2 separate regions of the Ovis aries genome follow, and region 1 is linked to region 2. Evidence: chromatin contacts called from public Hi-C data. All regions are on one chromosome and are shown on one strand. Each heading gives the region's core, a stretch centred on a gene start, on an enhancer-like site or on the middle of the called end of the contact. The rest is flanking DNA. Distances are from core to core; before and after follow the strand shown. Region 1 holds the start of NUAK1 (NUAK family kinase 1). Region 2 has its middle 140 kb from the start of NUAK1.

The links. A called contact is a pair of places that touch in the nucleus more often than the background predicts.
Region 1: a contact with region 2 is called in a Hi-C map of skin fibroblasts, with 5 times the contacts expected there. The contact joins the promoter of NUAK1 here to the enhancer-like site in region 2. A contact is called at or near these places in 2 of 16 Hi-C or Micro-C datasets (skin fibroblasts and tail adipose tissue).

The regions. Positions count from the first base shown.
Region 1 is chr3:175,152,290-175,155,207 of ARS-UI_Ramb_v3.0, reverse strand. It overlaps NUAK1 (NUAK family kinase 1), which reads left to right and starts at 1,362. Exons shown (of 7, transcript XM_027967685.3): 1 at 1,362-2,374. The coding sequence starts at 2,132.
Region 2 is chr3:175,012,276-175,015,323 of ARS-UI_Ramb_v3.0, reverse strand. No RefSeq gene overlaps it. Among named protein-coding and RNA genes, the nearest start is that of NUAK1, 140 kb to the left of the region's middle. Within about 2 kb of position 1,288, at least 2 of the 54 cell types and tissues checked have an H3K27ac peak or open chromatin away from gene starts, as enhancers often do.

The DNA of each region.
Region 1 (2,918 bases), core at 113-2,612, 140 kb before region 2:
CTGGGAAGGGAAAGACCCAGGGTTAACAGTTTTAATTACCACTGTAGACATGATCCGTTTACCTGTAAAACAGATCCAGTAATCTACACTTCAAGAAAACACCGAAGCTCTGTCATTTGACAAATGTCACACAGCCTAGCCACTGGGAAGCCAGGCTCAACCTGCCTGTTATTTATACTGACTCTCTAATCTACATATGCAAAGTCTACAGATTTTGTATAAAAGCAGAATAGTTGCAGGAGGCAGGCAGGGAGACCCTGCAAGGGTGGAGGACACGTATGGTGACTAATGTTACAGGCTATTATTCTGGCACTGCGGAGGGGACTTGCAGGGAGGACGTGCTGTTGCGGGATCCAGGGTAAGGTGATAAGGCATAGACAGGCCTGAAGACAGCAGGAATGCAGAGGGCTGAACCTGAGAGCTGCGGAGTAAGGGCAAGTCCGGCTCACTGGGGAAAAAATGAACCACCAGGCCATCTGCAGAACGCACCAGACATTCCTCACCCCTCACTCTTCCCATCCCAGTCTGGTATACCACACTATTGAAAAAACTCCCGAAGCGCCTTTTTCTCTTGCTTTCTTCCTTATTTTCCCTTGCTGCTTCTTAGAAGGTGGCAGCCTTGCCACCGTCGTAGGCCTTCCTGCCTGACCCTCGCTTGTGGGGGTGGGGTACTGGGTACCATCTCCAGGATCTGGCCATCTCAGTTAATGGAGAAATACAAACGGTCAAGGGGCCAAGCGGCCTGCCTGTCGCCCCTGGCTTAGCCAGTCTCAGGCCCTGCTCCATCCGAGGTCCCTGGTTTGCCCATCTCCAAACACAGCCTTGGCGGGCAGGGTAGGCGCCCAGCTGCATCCAGGCACCTCTAGCGACCCAAATCTCCTCTCCCAGGCGGGAGTCCTGGATAGTGTCGGAGGGCGGCAGTGCGGCGACCGGCCGCAGATTCAGCCTCGGAGCCTCCCTTCCTCCCCGCCTTCGCCTTTCTCCGGCGAGGGCGCGGGGCCGAGGTCAACGCGCCTCTCGGGGTTTTCAGGGGCGCCCAGCTGCCCCGACCCTGGCCCGGGAGAGCAGCCCTTCGCCAGCCGGGATGGGGGTCTGCGAGGCGGGGGCGGCAGCCTGGGCTGAGCGCGAGGGGGTGCGCACCGCCGCGGGGGAGGGCGAGCCGTGACTCACCGCCTGTAACCCAACACCCGCGCGCCTCCCCTCCCCCAGCCTCTCCCCGTCTCCGGCCTGGCGGCCGCGGCGACACCTAAAAGAAAATGAAGGGGCGCCCGAGCCCGCAGCGCCCCCGGCCGGATCGCCAGCGGGCCCCGGGGGCCCCCGGCTCCGAGCGCTCTCGTCTACCCGGCGCCGGGGCTCGGCGAGCCGCCGCCGTCGCCGCAGCCAGGGCGCAAGCAGGAAGGGAGGCCGCGCGGCCGGAGCCGAAGTCCGAGGAGGCGGCGGCGGCGGCGAGCCCGCGGTAGCGGCGGCGGCGGCGGCGGCGGCGGCGGGCGAGCCGGGGGAGGGGGCGCCCGGGCTGGGAACCCCCCCCGTCTCTTTCCCAGCCGAGCGAGGACAAAGCCCCCTGGCCGCCGGCGCGGCCTAGCCGGCGCTGCACAAAGGGCGAGTCGCGACACGCTTCCATCCCCCTCCCAGTTCGGGGTGGCCCCAGGCCCGGGAGGCGGGCGGGAGTTGGGGGGGAGCCCCGGCCGCGCCGCCCCTCGCCCCCCTCCCCGGGGGCCGGCCCGCGCGCCGCCCCCGCCCCCGCGCCCGCCCAGTCTGCGCGTCCTCCCGGGGAGGGGTCTGGGGGCGCGGCGCCCCACATAACACTCCCCCTCCTGCGCTCGGGGCCACCCCTCTCCCCTCCCTCCTGCGAACACCACCGCCTCCCCTGCCACCGCCGCCACCTCGCCCGACGCGCCGCAGCTCGCCGCGGCCGGTGGGCGGTGCGCGGATCGTGCGCGCCCGGGGCGCCAGATGTGCAGTCCCCGCCGCCGCCAGTGACCCAGCCGCAGCCCCGGCGGGAGCCGGCCGCCTTCCCGATGCTGCGGGGGCGACCGTGAGCGCGCCCAGCTTTCTCTCGGCTGGGACCCCGACACCGCGAGCGCCGTGCTCGGTCCTGCCCTCTCCGGCCCTGCTCGCCCCGCATTCGGACATGGAGGGGGCCGCTGCGCCCGCGGCCGGCCCGGACTTGGGGCCGGGGGCGCCGGGCTCTCCGCCGGAGGCGGGTGCGATCGCAGCCCCCTCGGCGGCGGGCCCGGAGCCCAGGAAGCCGCACGGTGTGAAGCGGCATCACCACAAACACAACCTGAAGCACCGCTACGAGCTGCAGGAGACCCTGGGCAAAGGCACCTACGGCAAAGTCAAGCGGGCCACCGAGAGGTTTTCGGGCCGAGTGGTGAGTTGGGGGGAAACCCGGCGGGCTCGGTCTAGACGCGGCTGGGGACGCAGCGCTCACGCGACGGGGTTTGGGGCGCAGAGGGGGGTCTCTGGTCCGAGAGGGGGCTTCTCCGGAACCCCTAGACAGATTCCTCACTCTCACCACCGCCCCCCACCCCCGGCTCCAGCCCCCCGTGGCTCAGGCGTGTCTTTCTCCCGAAACACTTGTTACATCCTGTCTGCGCATATTTTGGGGGTTTTGATCCCGGCAGCAAAGTAGTGTTTATGATTTGCAAACACTTTGCACCATCGGGACCGTTGGGGTCTCCCTCTCGGGCACGCATTCATGCCCTGGAATGCCTTATTGCTGTAACTCCACACAGAGCCACATCCGCAGTTCGGAGCTGGTTCGCCTCGTCCCGTATCCTATAGATGAATGAGCCCCCCCGCCCCCCCCCCCCCCTCCCCTGCATCCTTCCAGTCCCTGTCGCCGCGGTGCTGAGGTCGCTGCAAGGGAGGACGGACTCCTGCCTGTTTTGAAGAGAGAAGGTTAGGGAATAGAA
Region 2 (3,048 bases), core at 39-2,538:
GGGGCAATAGATAAACAATACAATATCTTATTCATATTTGCTTCCATAGAATCTACTATGTTATTGTTGTTTAGTTGCTAAGTCATGTCTGATTCTTTGGGATCCCATGGAGTGTTGACCACCAGGCTCCTCTGTCCGTGGGATTTCCCAGGCAAGAATACTGGAGTGGGTTGCCATTTCTTTCTCCAGGGATCAAACCCATGTGTTCTGGTTGGCAGGCAGATTCTTTACCACTGAGCCACCTGGGAAGCCAGAATCTACTATACTGCTTGGCATGTCAGCTCTCAATACATTTTTATTGTTATAAACTTTATTCTCCCAACAATCTGGTCAGGTAAGTATTACTATCATTTTCTATTTATTTTTAATTATAAGACTCACAGGAACAATTACTCATCCCAGCTCCGAATTTTGGGAAGAATGCTCTGATTAACTTGTAGAAGATATAATCAAGGTCTGGGAATACAGAGGAATGCATTGGGTCACCCCAGAAGACTTTGATCACCTCTATTATGTGCCCCTTCTCTTAATAAAGAATCGATAGTATTTAGCATTTATTGAGTGCTTGTTATCTGCCAACTGCTAAGTGCTTTATGTATATTGCAGCACGTTTATCCTTGCAAAAACCATGTGAAGTGGGTACTATTAGCATCTTATTTTAGAAAAGCAGAAACTGAGGATCAAGAAGGAAATATGATTGGTTACTAGAGCCGGTAAATGGCAGAGCTAAACTATAGACCTGGGTCTGTCCGACTCCTCACTCTTGTTCTTTTTTAGTTGCAGTATAGTTGGTTTACAGTGATGTGTTATTTTCAGGTGTACAGCAAAGTAATTCAGTTATACATATATATAGATATTTTTTTTCAGATTCTTTTCCCTTATAGGCTATTACAAAGTATCAAGCATAGTTCCCTGTGCTGTACAGTAGGTTCTTGTTATCTATTTTATATATAGTAATGTATCTCTGTTAATATCAAACTCCTAATTTATCACTCTTGCTCTTCACCCTTTCACACCACATGGAGTCAGAGTTCACAAGGGGTTTAGCTTCCAAAGTCAGTGCATAGAGCAACAGTCACACAGTGAGAAGTACTCTTGAAAATGTCCAAAGTCCCTTTTGAGGTTAAAGTGTATAATACTTTATTTAGTAATAGAGATGAGGAAATGCATGCAATATTTCAGGGCTGTGTCATGTTTAAGATATAATTTGCAAGAGTCATACTGTGGCAGAGTCTGGCTAGATACTCACAATTTCCATTTATTTTCGTTTGAGGCTCACAGAAAGACTCCATTTTCTAATTCTGTGCAGTTAAATTGGGGCCATGTACTGAGGTCTGGCCAATGAAACATGGACAGGTGTGCTCTAACTCATCTGTAGGGTTGCCCCTTAATTACTTCTGTCATCTGCTAGTCCAGAAATCAGCCATCCATGACCTGTGAGCTCATTTTTGTAAATAAAGTTTTAATAGAACATAGTTGGGCTCATTTGTTTACATATTCTACAACAGCAGAGATGAGCAGTTGTGACAGAGACCATACGGCCTCTAAAACCTTTTTGCCAAAGACTTGCTGACTCCTGCTCTGTTCCCCTCTTGGTAGATGCTGTGATGAGCCACTCAGATCTCCCTTTAGCAATGAAAATATTAGTTCCTCAGCTGCTCAAAGTTCTCCTGGAAGATGGTCCACACCTACACCCAACGACTGGTAAACACAGAGGTTGAACAGCACAACCACCTTGCCCCAACCCAGGACAGTTCTGAAAGGCCACCAGCCCCAGAGGTCTCCACTGGGGTAATGGAGATCTTTGGGAGACTGCATTACATCTCAGCCTGACCTTACATCCTTCTCTCCCTTCCATATGTATGATCCTAAGAGCGCTCTCTATTAAACATCCTGTACTCCCATCTCTACCTCAGAATCCAACCTGCAATAGCTTCCACCCCCTTCCATAAGGTTTCATATGGCAGCATCACCACTGGAAGATGCTGGATCCTTGAATCACTGCTAAGAGGACAGTCACCAAGGAGCACCTCCAGACCCACCTCACACTGTGCCTGTAAGTAGACAATTAGCCTCTGAAACTGGGTGTTGTTTGTTTGTTACAGCAGCTCACTCTACTTATTCTGACAAGTATACTCAGAGAGGCAAGAAGTCCGTGCCATGAGAGAGCTGCAGGAGCTGAGATGTACCGTGGGAACCATCTGCTCACATTCACGACAGGGCGTCTGCCCTGGGAGAGCGATGGAAGGGTCAAGTCACTCACACCTATTGTCTTGTTTGCTTTCAGTTTCTTTTTTCTCTTTCTCTATTTGGCGCATAGAGCAAAATTTTTATAAGTTAAATGTGGGCGTGGTATGATTGCACCTCCACCCCAGTTTGGGGCTCTATCCTCAAAGCATCTCTGAGCAGCTTGCATTCTGCAATGGTTGAAGAATGTAGCATATGGATGACTGAGAGGTGGGTAAGCGGGGAATCAAATGAAGCCCAGATGTCAGCCGGTCTCCCTGAGCCCCAGCCATCGGTTGGGGCAGAATTCAGAGGAAGAGCCCCCAGTGGGGGGTTGTGGGGGTGGCTCCCAGGAGCTGAACATAAACAACCCCACTGCTGATGCCCACCAGGCGTGGCTGTACTTGTGTCCACACCGTGGTCAGAGTGTCTGCAGAGGCAGCTGGAGACCGACGTGGTCTTTTGTCTCCCCTCTCTCTGAAGTCGCCCTGGGACACAGGTGTGCGTCCCCCACAGCCAGCCGACAGAGAAGATGAATCAGCGCCCCTGAAAGACGTGCCCCAGAGCAGTCTGACAGCTGAAACTTGTCTGAAGGTGCACGGTTTCCCTTCTGACCACAGCTAATGGAAATGTGTGGCTTGCCCAGAGAAGAATCTGTGTTATTCTTTAAAGGAACAATGCTAACCACAGATGTTCAGCATCTGGCATGTGGTAGGGGTTTCCCTGAATGAGGAGAATGTAACTGGACCAGCCTGTTCATAAGCTGCCTTTGAGCCTAGGCATGTATTTGCCTTCTTTCAGCCCTGGATTTGGTTCTCCAAA